Linked DNA regions of Mus musculus: region 1 is linked to region 2. The links are chromatin contacts, called in public HiChIP or PLAC-seq maps. All regions are on one chromosome and are shown on one strand. The core of a region is the stretch at or near the end of the contact, and the rest is flanking DNA. Distances in the headings are between cores, read along the strand shown. Region 1 holds the start of H2-Q2 (histocompatibility 2, Q region locus 2). Region 2 has its middle 18 kb from the start of H2-Q1.

The links. HiChIP or PLAC-seq counts read pairs in DNA pulled down with a chosen protein or histone mark.
Region 1: a contact with region 2 is called in an H3K4me3 HiChIP or PLAC-seq map of intestinal villus epithelium, with 20 read pairs. The contact joins the promoter of H2-Q2 here to the enhancer-like site in region 2. A contact is called at or near these places in 2 of 39 promoter capture datasets (the C10 cell line and liver), 3 of 15 datasets of contacts at CTCF or cohesin (CD8 T cells, the NIH/3T3 cell line and thymocytes), 52 of 484 Hi-C or Micro-C datasets (the 4T1 cell line, B cells, the Ba/F3 cell line and 39 more), 12 of 115 datasets of contacts at active chromatin or transcription factors (CD8 T cells, double positive thymocytes, embryonic basal ganglia and 4 more) and 4 of 9 other capture datasets (adipose tissue, embryonic tail, macrophages and 1 more).

What each region holds. Positions count from the first base shown.
Region 1 is chr17:35,340,323-35,346,586 of GRCm38.p6, forward strand. It overlaps H2-Q2 (histocompatibility 2, Q region locus 2), which reads left to right and starts at 1,985. Exons shown (of 8, transcript NM_010392.3): 1 at 1,985-2,074; 2 at 2,278-2,547; 3 at 2,791-3,066; 4 at 4,433-4,708; 5 at 4,836-4,952; 6 at 5,132-5,164; 7 at 5,338-5,386; 8 at 5,522-6,264. The coding sequence starts at 2,011. The coding sequence ends at 5,384.
Region 2 is chr17:35,299,163-35,305,242 of GRCm38.p6, forward strand. It overlaps the pseudogene Gm18734. Among named protein-coding and RNA genes, the nearest start is that of H2-Q1, 18 kb to the right of the region's middle. Within about 2 kb of position 2,724, at least 127 of the 459 cell types and tissues checked have an H3K27ac peak or open chromatin away from gene starts, as enhancers often do. A contact at or near this core is called in the 4T1 cell line, B cells, the Ba/F3 cell line and 14 more, where this site is marked.

The DNA of each region.
Region 1 (6,264 bases), core at 735-3,234, 40 kb after region 2:
TGTTTGTTTTTTGTTTTTTGTTTGTTTGTTTGTTTGTTTTACAAGACAGCGTTTCTCTGTGTAGCCCTGGCTGTCCTGGAACTCACTCTGTAGACCAGGCTGGCCTCGAACTCAGAGATCTGCCTGCTTCTGCCTCCCAAGTGCTGGGATTAAAGGCGTGTGCCACCACTGCCTGGCCACATCTGTCACTTTTAATAGATTTGGAAACTGCTTGGTCTGTACTTGCTGCTTACTCAGGAGAAATTCATCCTTCTCAGATCTCTGATGGTGTGGACTAGGGAGAGCTTTGTCAGTTTAACAGCAAGCAACAGCACAGGCTTCAGGTGCTTCTCAGTTCTCTTCATGCTTAAAAATCATGGACACTCTCCAGAGTTGCTACTGGGTCTCCACTGATCACATTGTTACCAGATTCTCAGAAGAGATAAACTCCCACCAAAGATTTCAATGTAACGTTTTACTATTCTTTTATGTAAAGGAAGTTGTTTTACAGTGACTGCTGTCAGTAACCAACCACCTGTGTCTTGTGTCTAATTCGATGGAAAAAAACTGTAAAGTGTATGTAACTTCTAAGGATATGAGAGGTTAAGTAATTGCAACGATCTTAAAAGTGTGCTTTGAGATCTGTGAATGTCACTTATAAAGGCCATAAAAAGTGCTTTAAATGCAGTTTATAAAGGTCTAAGGAGCCTCTTTCCTTTCTGCCATTGCCATGCCATCCAGACTGAGGAAGACCTGGAAACTCCGGGGCCACCTGAGCCGAGGCCATGGTTGCATCAGGAAAACACTGCGAGCACCCAGGAGGCCACAGGAATGCTAGAGGCATCACCTCAGGATGAACTTCACAAGTGTCACCCAGGTCACTCAGGGAAAGTTGGTGTGAGGCATGACCACCTGAAGAGGAACCAGAGCTTCTGCCCAACTGTCAACCTGGATAAATTGTGGATGTTGGTCAGCGAGCAGACATGGTTCAATGCAGCTAAAACCAAGCCTGGAGCTGCTCCCATCACTGATGTTGTGTGATCAGGCTACCACACAGTTCTGGGGAAGGGAAAGCTCCTGAAGCAACCCTTCTCCTCCCATGCCCTGACTTTATCAGTCCCTCCCATGGTTATGTCAACAGCATCAACCAACAGGCAAGGGAGAGACAGGTCCTCAGGACTGAGGGGCAGGAATGGAGTTGGAACCCACTGTGTTCCCATTCCTTGCATTCCAACTGTTTTTCCATGGGGCCTCCATCCACAGGACAGGTCCCTGGCTCAGCTCAGGGAGAGGAACTCACATATCCTCCTCCCTCAGCTCTCACTGAGTGACCCTGCACCAGGAGCCTGTGCTGTTTGTATTTTGTTAATTCCACACCAACTGAGACATATATAAGAAGAGGATCCTGAATTGAGAAATTGCATCCATCCAGGACGCTTTTGGGGAAGTGTATAAGGCAATTTAAAAATTATTATTAATGATCAGTATGGAAGGGCTCAGCTCACTGCAGGTTGTCTTAGCAGGTCATCAGGGATTGTATAAGAAAGCAGGCTGAGCAAGCCATGAGCTACAAAGCTATTAGCACTGGTCCTCATCCTCTTCTTCAGTTCCTCCTTTAGAATCCTCTCAAGGTCCTGCCCTGAATCTCTTCAATGATAGACTGTGATGTGGAAGTGTAAACTGAAAGAAACCCTTTCTTTTTCAAGTTGCTTTTGGTCATGGGGTCTTATCACAGCAATGGAAACCCTCACTAAGACACAGGTGCACAAGGGCCTCACTCTGCTCCCTGCAGACTCCACCCTCTCCTGCAGCTCAGCTCCTGCCCCTCCCTTGCCCTGTAGCAGCACCACTTTATAGCTCCTGGGGATCTGATGCCCTCTCTGAACCCTGAGGTAGCAGGAATTATCTGGCAGGTCTCATTTCCATTGGGTGGCAGGATCCTGGGAAACCAACCAGCTCCTCAGCAGCGGGCGCAGGTTATAAAGTCCATGCAGCCAAGGGCCTCAGATGCCCTGTATCCCAGATGGGGCAATGGCGCTGCGAAGGCTGCTCCTGCTGTTGGTGGCCGCCCTGAAACTGACTGAGACACGCGCGGGTGAGTGCGGGGTCGGGAGGGAAACAGCGTCTGCGGAGAGGGGCTGGGGCGGCAACGGGGAAGCCGCGTCCCCACGTCGCCCACCATACCTTCCGCCCCTTCTCCACCTACATCTCGAGCACCGCACCCTGCTGGCCTCCCCGCCCGCGAACCCGGCCGGGGCTCCGGGAGGAGGTCGGAGTCTCACCGCGCGCCGTCCACAGGCTCACACTCGCTGCGGTATTTCACCACCGCCGTGTCCCGGCCTGGCCTCGGGGAGCCCCGGTTCATTATCGTCGGCTACGTGGACGACACGCAGTTCGTGCGCTTCGACAGCGACGCGGAGAATCCGAGGATGGAGCCGCGGGCGCCGTGGATGGAGCAGGAGGGGCCGGAGTATTGGGAGCGGAACACACAGGTCTCCAAGGAAAATGAGCAGAGTTTCCGAGTGAGCCTGGGGACCGCACTGAGCTACTACAACCAGAGCAAGGGAGGTGAGTGACCCCGGGTCGGAGGTCACGACCCCTCCACGTCCCCACACAGGAGCCCAGAGACCTCCCGCATCCCAAGTCCAAGGTTCGGGAGCAGAACCCACCTGGAATCGGTTTCCCTTTCAGTTTGGTTGAGCCCACAGGTGGGCGGGGCCGGACAGGTAGTCTGGGGGCGGGAGCGGGGCGGGTGGTGGCGGCCTGGGCCGGGTGGGGAGGGGGTGGGGAGCTGACCACGGGATCCCGTAGGCTCTCACACTCTCCAGTGGTTGGTTGGCTGTGACCTGGGGCCAGACGGAAGCCTACTCCGAGGGTATGAGCAGTCTGCCTACGATGGCCGCGATTACCTCGCCCTGAATGAGGATCTGATAACGTGGACAGCGGCGGACCTGGCAGCACTGAAGACCCGAAGCAAGTTGGAGCAGGCTGGTCTTGCAGAGAAGCGCAGGGCCTACCTGGAGGTCGATTGCTTGACGTGGCTCCGCAGATACCTGGAGCTCGGGAAGGAGACGCTGCTGCACACAGGTGCAGGGGCCCTCGGGCAGCTCCTCCCTCTGCCCTCGGGCTGGGGCTCAGTCCTGGGGAAGAAGAAACCCTCAGCTGGGGTGATGCCCCTGTCTCAGAGGGGAGAGAGTGACCCTGGGTCTCCTGATCCCTCATCACAGTGACTGCACTGACTCTCCCAGGGCTCAGCCTTCTCCCTGGACAGTGCCCAGGCTGTCTCAGGAGGGAAGGAGAGAATTTCCCTGAGGTAACAACAGCTGCTCCCTTCAGTTCCCCTGTAGCCTTTGTCAGCCATGGCCTCTCCCAGGCCGGGTTCTCTGCCCACACCTACTGTGTGTGGACACTGACTCCTGTCCTGCTGAGTGTGTCAGCCCTTGCACCTCAGGACCTGAAGTCGCCTTTACCTGATGGGAGATATGGACTCCCCTACACTAGGCTAATTTGCCCAGTATCTAGAATTTTCATAGAGTACATTTTCATAGATCCCTCCCAGTCTGTTGGGTTTGCATCCCTTCCACAACCCAATTCTCTCTATTCCTACAGTGGTGAATGGTCATGTGAGCCCTTATGGGTACCCTGGAGGAATATAAATCGAGAAATTTCTTTTACTTATTTATCTGTTTTCTTATTCTTCTTTCTTTTCTCTTTACTTTTTCTTTATTTTTGAAGGTGTTATTTTGTTTCTAGTCAGTTTTTGTCTGCACTGGAGTGATCCTGTTTCTCCCTGCCCTTGTATTATCATTTGTATCAGTCTCCACAGGTGCCAGGGGAGACTGCTAACTTGGATAATTAGACGGGTTAAAACAAGGTTCTCATTAAATAACAGATTCTTGTGAACTTAGAGTGTTTCCTGTCAGAACTAAACATCCAGAAGCCTCCTGCTCTCCCTCTGCCCCACAAGTTACAGTGCCCCCCCCCCCAGTGAATCAGGACTTGGACTCTGAGAGACAGGGTCTTCTGCAATCCAGGGCTGAGTGAGAGGGAAGACCACACACCCTGTGAGCCCACTGTGTTCCAGTGAGGTCCACAGATCACTTCAAGTGTCCTGCTTAAAACACCTGTACCTTGTCCCCCAGAGTCAGGGGCTGGGAGTCATTTTCTCACTACACACTTTGTGATGGCTGTTCTCTTGGACTGACAGTTAATGTTGGTCAGCAAGATGACCACAGTGGTTGAGTCTCAGTGGATTCCCTCTTTGCTTCTAAGTCCCAAAAGAAAATGTGTAGTTCTGTGCTGAGGGGACCAGCTCTGCTTTTGGTCACTGTGCAACGACAGTTGTAGTGTCAAACAGACAAATAATTCACTGTCATCATTGATTTAACTGAGTCTTGAGTAGATTTTAGTTTGTCTTGTTAAAATCCTGTGATTTCTTAAATCTTCCACACAGATCCCCCAAAGGCGCATGTGACCCATCACCCCAGTTCTCAAGGTGATGTCACCCTGAGGTGCTGGGCCCTGGGCTTCTACCCTGCTGACATCACCCTGACCTGGCAGTTGAATGGGGAGGACCTGACCCAGGACATGGAGCTTGTGGAGACCAGGCCTTCAGGGGATGGAACCTTCCAGAAGTGGGCATCTGTGATGGTGCCTTTTGGGGAGGAGCCTAGATACACATGCCATGTGGAACATGAGGGGCTGCCTGAGCCCCTCACCCTGAGATGGGGTAAGGAGGGTGTGGGTGCAGAGCTGGGGTCAGGGAAAGCTGGAGCCTTTTGCAGACCCTGAGCTGCTCAGGGCTGAGAGCTGGGGTCATGACCCTCACCTTCTTTTCCTGTACCTGTCCTTCCCAGAGCCTCCTCCATCCACTGACTCTTACATGGTGATCATTGCTGTTCTGGTTGTCCTTGGAGCTGTGATCATCATTGGAGCTGTGGTGGCTTTTGTGATGAAAAGAGGGAGAAACACAGGTAGGAAAGGTCAGGGTCTGAGTTCCCTCTCAGCCTCCTTTAGAGAGTTCTCTGCTCATTAATGGGAAACACAGCCACACCCCTCATTGCTACTGTCTTTAACTGGGTCTGCTGTCAGTTCTGAGAACTTCCTAGAGTCAAGATCCTCCTTGATCTCTCACAGCTTTTCATCTCAACAGGTGGAAAAGTAAGAGACTACGCTCAAGATCCAGGTTAGTGTGGGGGACAGGATTGTCCTGAGGCCATTAGAGTGAAGCTGGAGATGTTAGGAGCTCTGGGAATCCATAATAACTCCTCCAGAGAAATCTTCTGGGAGCCTGAGTTGTACTGTGATATGAATACATACATTTTCATGTACATATACATTTGTTTTGTTTTACCCTAGGCAGGGACAGCCCCCAGAGCTCTGATATCTCTCTCCTAGAATTGTAAAGGTGACACTCTGGTGCCTGATTGGGGAGGGGCAATGTGGACATGATTGGGTTTCAGGGACTCCCAGAATCCCCTGTGAGTGGTGGGTTGTTGGGATGTTGTCTTCACAGTGATGGTTCATGACTCTCTTTCTCTAGCATGAAGACAGCTGCCTGGAGTAGACTGAGTGACAGCCAGTGTGTTCAGGTCTCTCCTGTGACATCAAGAGTCTTTAGACATCAGCTTTCTTTAGAAAATGGTGTCTCATGTTCTCTGCCACACCAACCCCAGTAGCAGCCATGTGACAAGTTGCACAGACTGAGGTATACTTCAAAAGAAGGAGGCCTCCTGGAACCAGTTGTGGAACTCTTGGCCAGAGTATTATATTGAGTCATAGTTCTCATGGCAATTGATTTATTTTGTTTTCGCTTATTCCTTTTCTTATTTACATGTTCCTGGTAGCCTAGGCTAAGATTTTAAGTGAAAGTAATGGGTTAGAAACCATCCCTAGAGATGGGGTCACTAACATGACCTTATCTGGGGAAACCAACTCTTTACTTTTGAAATTATTTACAAAATTATATAATAGTATTATGACAGATAAAAACTTTTCCAACAATAAAATTTCATGTGGCTACATGTGTGTTATTGGAGGTGGGCTTTGGCATATGGTAAAGAAAATCTTAAATAAAAAGAATTAACCTAGTTTAAATTTAAGCACTGAAAAAAATCAGGCATTAGATGTTAAATAATAATTGACCATAAAGATTTATTAACATATCTTGAACATATGCCAGTTGCCTTGGATGACTGCCGCACTGCTTAGATTCTTTTAGAGTTGTTATACTTCAATCATTTCTACTCCTCATGATGTCACCTGTTCTGTTTGTGATTCACTGAA
Region 2 (6,080 bases), core at 1,474-3,973:
AGCCAGGAGGACTGAAGGGCATCCCATGCAAGGATAATCACAGAGATTTTAAACTCTTTTATGTGTTATGTATTTATACTATTGCTTTATGTGTACCGTGTGTGAATGAGGCCATTCTCCATCTGTGGTATGTGTTGGGGGCAGAGGGAGTCATAAGACAACCTTGGGGATCCAGTTCTCTCTTTCCACGTGGGTTCTGGGGGACTGAACTTAGGTGGTCAGACTCAGTGGCAAGCACCTCTACCAGAGTCACCTCACCATCCCGAATTGGTGCCACAACCCTGTTTTTTGGAAGTGTTGAGAAATGGAATCTGGGACCTATATTATACACGGTAGGCACTCAAGTCACTGAGACACATTCCCAATGTGTGAAAACCAGTCAGCTGACAACAGCTCTTTGTTATTGCAAAGGTCCTTACTAAAGCTTTAGGATAAAGATGGAATTAGAGACTATCTGTTAAAAAACAGATATGTGTGGTGTACAAGAAGCACTTTGGCAATGCAACCCCCTGATCTGAGGACCTAAATCTAGGAGAACCAGGTCTCAAGAGGAAATTTCTGGTTTCTCTGGAGACTCAGTTGTGTTGTGTGATTTTTTTTTTTTGAAATTCTCTTTTGGGAGGATTTATTTGCTGAAGAAAAACTCATGGTGCTTTTCTGGAAACTGCCTGGAAAAGGGGCAGGCGATGTTTTGCCAGAGCTTCAGAGATGCCCTCTTGAGAGAACACATGATGTTTGGATAGGGTATAAATATCACCCAATAGACCACAGACGACACTGTGCGGCATTGGTTCACCTTGCCACGCTTTGCTGGTCTTCGTTCTTCCCAGACAACGCTGTGGCATTGGTTAGCCTTGCCTTCTTTGCTGATCGTTTCTCAGGACTTTGTAGAGAGAAACTAACCAAAGAACTTCTGGTGATGTTCTGGCATCTTCTTCCTGCTTCTGCAGACTCAGGCTGATCGGTGCAATCTCAAAGTTTCTTCTGGATTGAACTGGTATCGCTGATTCATGTGCACTCACCTGCTGATATCCTGACAATGCAGACTGGACTCTCCATAAGAACTCTTTCTAAACAGGTCCACACGCTCCTTTGCCCTTTCTATTTCCTCTGGTGGGTGGTGAGCTAGAAGAGAGGTTAAAACACTTAAGTAAGCTTATTAAAGTAGGTTTGGGAAAATATAAACCTACACAGGGCATCTGGAATGTTCCATGCCTGGGTTATGTTAGCAATGCTGCTTTGGTGCTGGAGGACATCAGACGTTTTTGTAGACTGAGCACTGTGGGGACGGATTGGGAAGCTCCTTCTCTGGGACTCTGTGCCCCTGAGGAAGCCAGGGCTTCTCCTGTTCACACCTTCTCTGCAGGGGAGTTAGGAGGCTCAGGCCTGACTGAGGCCCTGTGCTGCAGAGAAAAGAATCTCAGAGAGCCAAGGCATAAAAATAAAAATGGTGTCACTTCCGAATAAAATTATGGAGCTGCAGAGATTGTTCCGAGGTGAAGAATGCTCACTGCTGTTCCAGAGGACCTGGGTTCAGTTCCAGTTCTCATCCACTTGTAACTCAGCCTTAGATGGGTAGGGTGCCCTCTTCTGGCGGCCTGGGGAACTCCATGCTTGTGGGGCACAGACATACATGTGTGGGAAGCCACATGTGCCGTTGCTGAGTGGCACTGACTACTGCTGGCCACCACGCATAAAATTGGACAAACAACCAATGTGTACATATGCAGTAAAGTTTTTTGCAAAGACACTGCCTGGCCCAGGCATGATAATGAGGTTCTGTAAGGTACTGAGAGTATAACCAATTAGATGTGAGACATGCAAATGAGGTATGATAATGAGGTTCTGTAAGGTACTGAGAGAGAGTAACCAATCAGATGTGAGACATGCAAATGAGTTATGATAATGAGGCTCTGTGAGGTACTGAGAGAGAGTAGCCAATCAGATGAGGAACATGCAAATGAGGCATAGTGCATAACCAATCCGGGTGTGAGACACGCCTCTCCTAGGCCTATAAAAGCAGCACCAGTTCTGGGCTCGAGGTCTTTTCGCCTCTACAATCAAGCTCTCCCAATAAACGTGTGCAGAAGGATCCTGTTGCAGCGTCGTTCTTCCTGGCCAGTTGAGCGCGCGCAAGATACATGGAGGCAAAACACCCATATAAATAAAAATATTTTTTAAAAGAATGAAAAATAAATGAAGGGAAATAAGATTTCTGTAAAGAAAGAGATACCTGAACAGTATTGGGGGTCACTACAGCGCATAGGAACACCTCCAAACCTAGATCAGCACTCTAGGGACCCTTGCAGTAGGCGTGTACATCTAATGATGTGTACACAATGATCTTAGGGAATCAGCCAGGGAAGGGTGATTCCTTCTACAGAGTGGCCCCTGATGCTACTGGTCTATGGAGCCTGTGTGTTCGTTCATTTATGCTGTTTGTGCTGTATGCCTTGTTGTAGCTCAGGTGGACCTTGAATTCTTTATTTTATTTTAAAAATTTATTATGTACACAGTGTTCTGCCTGCATATGTCTATAGCCACCAAAAGAGGGCGCCAGATCTCATTATAGATGGTTGTGAGCCACCACGTGATTTCTGAGAAATCAACTCAGGGCCTTTGGAAGAGCAGTTAATGCTCTCAACCTCTGAGTCATCTCTCCAGTCCTGACCTTTCCCACCTACAACTTGATCCTCATGCCTCACCTCAGCATGCCATGGTGTGTGTGTGTCTATGTCACTGTGACTGGAGAGTTGGTGCTGAGTCACAATCTAGAGAGGAGCCGAGGTGTAATCTCGCTCAGAAGTTGTGTTTCAGTCCGAAGATCATAAGGACCCGTGAAAACCACAAACCAGAGGATTTGGGGCTGAAAGGAAAATCCCTGGCTGCTTCGGTATGAAGAGGGCATAGGCGACCACAACTCCCTACCTTTCCCAGCATTCAAAGCTCACAGCCACTTAGGTGATCAGGAACTGGAGCCGCTCCTATTCCTGTGTCCTGCTGCCCCCTGGCGGCCGTGCTCCGCATCGCAGCTCCCAAGAATCTTGGAGATGGACTGGGCTCTATGTCAAATGTCCCTCCAGACTGCAGACTGCAGAGTTCAGGAACTGCTGGCCAGCTTCACAAGCCCGCGAAGCTGTCCAGCTCACACTGAGGAAGGGCCACACTAAGAAACCGGGTATCCCCTGCACAGCCCGCCACAGCAGAGCATTAGTTGTTTTTCCTTTTGTGGTTGCTGTTGCCCAGGATTTACCCCAGGGCTTCCTGCCTGTTGACCGTGTCCTCACTGAACTACACACCGGCTGAGCTTGATGTGACCACACAAAGAAAGGGTCCTGGGTTTCTCTGGGAATGCCTTCAATCCCAAAACTCAGGAGAGCAGATCTCTGCATTCTTCAACCACATAGCAAGTTCCAGAACACCCGGGGCTATAAGGTAAAACCAGAAGCCTGGGATCCCCAGGTCTGACACCTAGAAGGGGGTGGTGGAGTAGGTGGGAAAGTTGTAACAAGTGAGAAAGGAGCATGGATGCCTGGGACGGGGTCTGGGTGGACTTAGGCCCCCAGCCAAGGCCCTGGGAAGTGAATGGGGTAAAGGAAATAACCTCAAATTACTCTTTTTTTCCCTTGACAGCATCTTTCACCTGGAATTTCCCCCACGCTGTAGATGGGACCTAGGGACGGCTTCCTGCCACCGAGCTGTGTCCCAGCCTTTACTTTTAAGACGTGGTCCAGGCTGGCCTTGAACTTACTCTGTAACTGAAGCAGGTTTTCCATCCAGTGCTTCTGGTCCCTAATTAGCCAGGGTTACAGGTCTGCAAACCAGCCTAGCTTTTGTTCAAGACTTGGTCAAGGTTGCCAGGCTGTGGAGACACACACCTTCAGTCCCAGCACTTAGGAGGTAGAGGCAGGTGGGTCTCTAAGTTCGAGTCCAGCCTGGTCTACAGAGTTCCAAGACAACAAAGGCTGCACAGAGAAACCCTGTCTCAAAAACCAAACAACTTGGTCAAGCATGTACCTTCACTCTAGGACTTGTGGGTCATGACCCCTTTGGGGGTCAAACAACTCTTTCACAGGGGTTGCTTAAGGCCATCAGAAAACAGTAGCAAAATTACAGTTATGAAGTAACACTGAAAATAACTTTAAGGTTGGGGTTAGTACCAGGAATTAAAGGGTCGCAGTATTAGGAATATTGAGAAACACTGCTCTGGTCTGCAAACTCCTTACAGAGGTGGGGCAGAGGGCAGCAGGAAGTGTCTGGGTCACATGAAAATGACAGGATCTGTTTTGAAGCCAGGTCCACCCCTGCCTCGATCATGGCTGCAGGTGTTACAGGCCCTCCATCCTCAAAGGAGCTGTGACAGCCACTTAGAGGCTGACACAGACAACCTCAGAGTCTGTGTTGATTATTCCCATGGTAGCCCTCAGGACAGCACCCAAAGCTACCACATTCCCAGGCCTTGCAGCAAGTGTAACCCTCCTGGAGAGCTACAAACAGTCCCCTCCTGAGAAACTATGCCACCCATCAGCCAGAAGCAGCAACAGAAATCGGGGTACTATCCCATCATCTTCCTGACGCCCACCAGGAACTGACTAGGTCTACAAGAAAGACATGCTGGAGAACTCAAAGGCCCAGGGACAAAGGAGAGGACAGTCCCAGCACTGTAAGTACTTATTATTGACACAGAGTGAGCCCTGCCACTAGGTGATGTCACTGTTCCAGCAGAGCCCAGAGATCAGCTACAGGGTGGCCTGAACTGCTGAGCCCTAAGAGCTGAGGGTCAGTCAGAGCCTGGGGCGGTGGAAGCTCACAGGCTGTGAGTGAACAGCAGAGGAGCTGACTGGACTGGAAATGAAGGTCACCTGACTCAGAAGCCCAGGGAGTGGCCTTGGGTGCACTCTGTTGAGGCAGAGTCCTGGCAATGGAGGCTGAGTGCGGTGTGTGGAAGCCGTGGAGACAAAAGGGATGGGAAGAGGTCCCAGGTGACAGTGTGTGACCCACTGAGAGTCCACGGGAGCTTAGGGTCCCGGCAGGTCCGAAACAGAAGTTTAGCTTGTGTTTCTTCAGCTCCACCATGAGGTGATGGATGTTGATGAGCTCGGCCCTGGCCAGGAGTACTCGGAGCTGGGGCTGAGACAGCACCCGGTGGAAGCCATGGTTGAGCTGGATCAGTTGGGTCAGCGCCCCCTGCACAGAGGAGTCAGGGTCAGACTCATGGTGACCTGAGCTGTCAGAGCTTCACCAGGATCTCAGGCACAGATGCTTGTTGGCCTTCAGGGCAATCGTGTGATGCAGAGCCCAGGGGAAAGAGCGAGGAAACAGACAACCATGGTACACAGGCAAAGGGTGGGAGTGGCCAGACACCTGGATGATGCTGGTTCCATTTCAGAAGATGGTAAAACTCCACGTTACATCCTGACTCAAGGACTCTACAGAAGCCTTACAGGAACTACCAAAGCCACGGATCAGCTGAGTGACTCGGGCTGACTGCCAGAAGAAAAGGTGTGTCAGAGAGCAACCAGGGCTGAACCAGCAAGGCCTGCCCAGGGCTGACGACGAGAATGATCTCAGAGCAAAAAGGAAAGGCCTACACCTGCCTGCCTGGCAGACACAACCTCAGCTGTCCCTGAAACGCCTGGCCCCAGGCAAAACAGGAGTTGTCTGCCTAAGTTGACTGCTTTGGCAGTACCCAACCCACCACTCAGTGTGACCACAAGACCCTCTTGTTACCCTCGCCCGCCCTTATATAGTGGGGCTGAGTGTCCAGTCCCCCAAGGCGCTGGGGGTCAGTGCTGCGGACACTCTGGACATTCATCTCCAGGATCAGCTCAAACCGAGGCCACAGCAAGGCAAGCACCTGCTCCCAGTACCTGCAGGCTTAATCAGAGTCAAAGGTCAGCTGGCAGGGGTGCAGTCTGCCCAGGGGAGCACAGCACCCTTCAGGGTGACAGTGAGTGGTTGTGCCCCACACCAATGCTGCCCCTGGGACACACAAATGGGAAAAAGGGTGAAGGGCATCAGGTGAGGAAGAGCCCAGAGTCAGGACGGAGTTGTTTGAATAAGATAAAAAGCTGACCGCC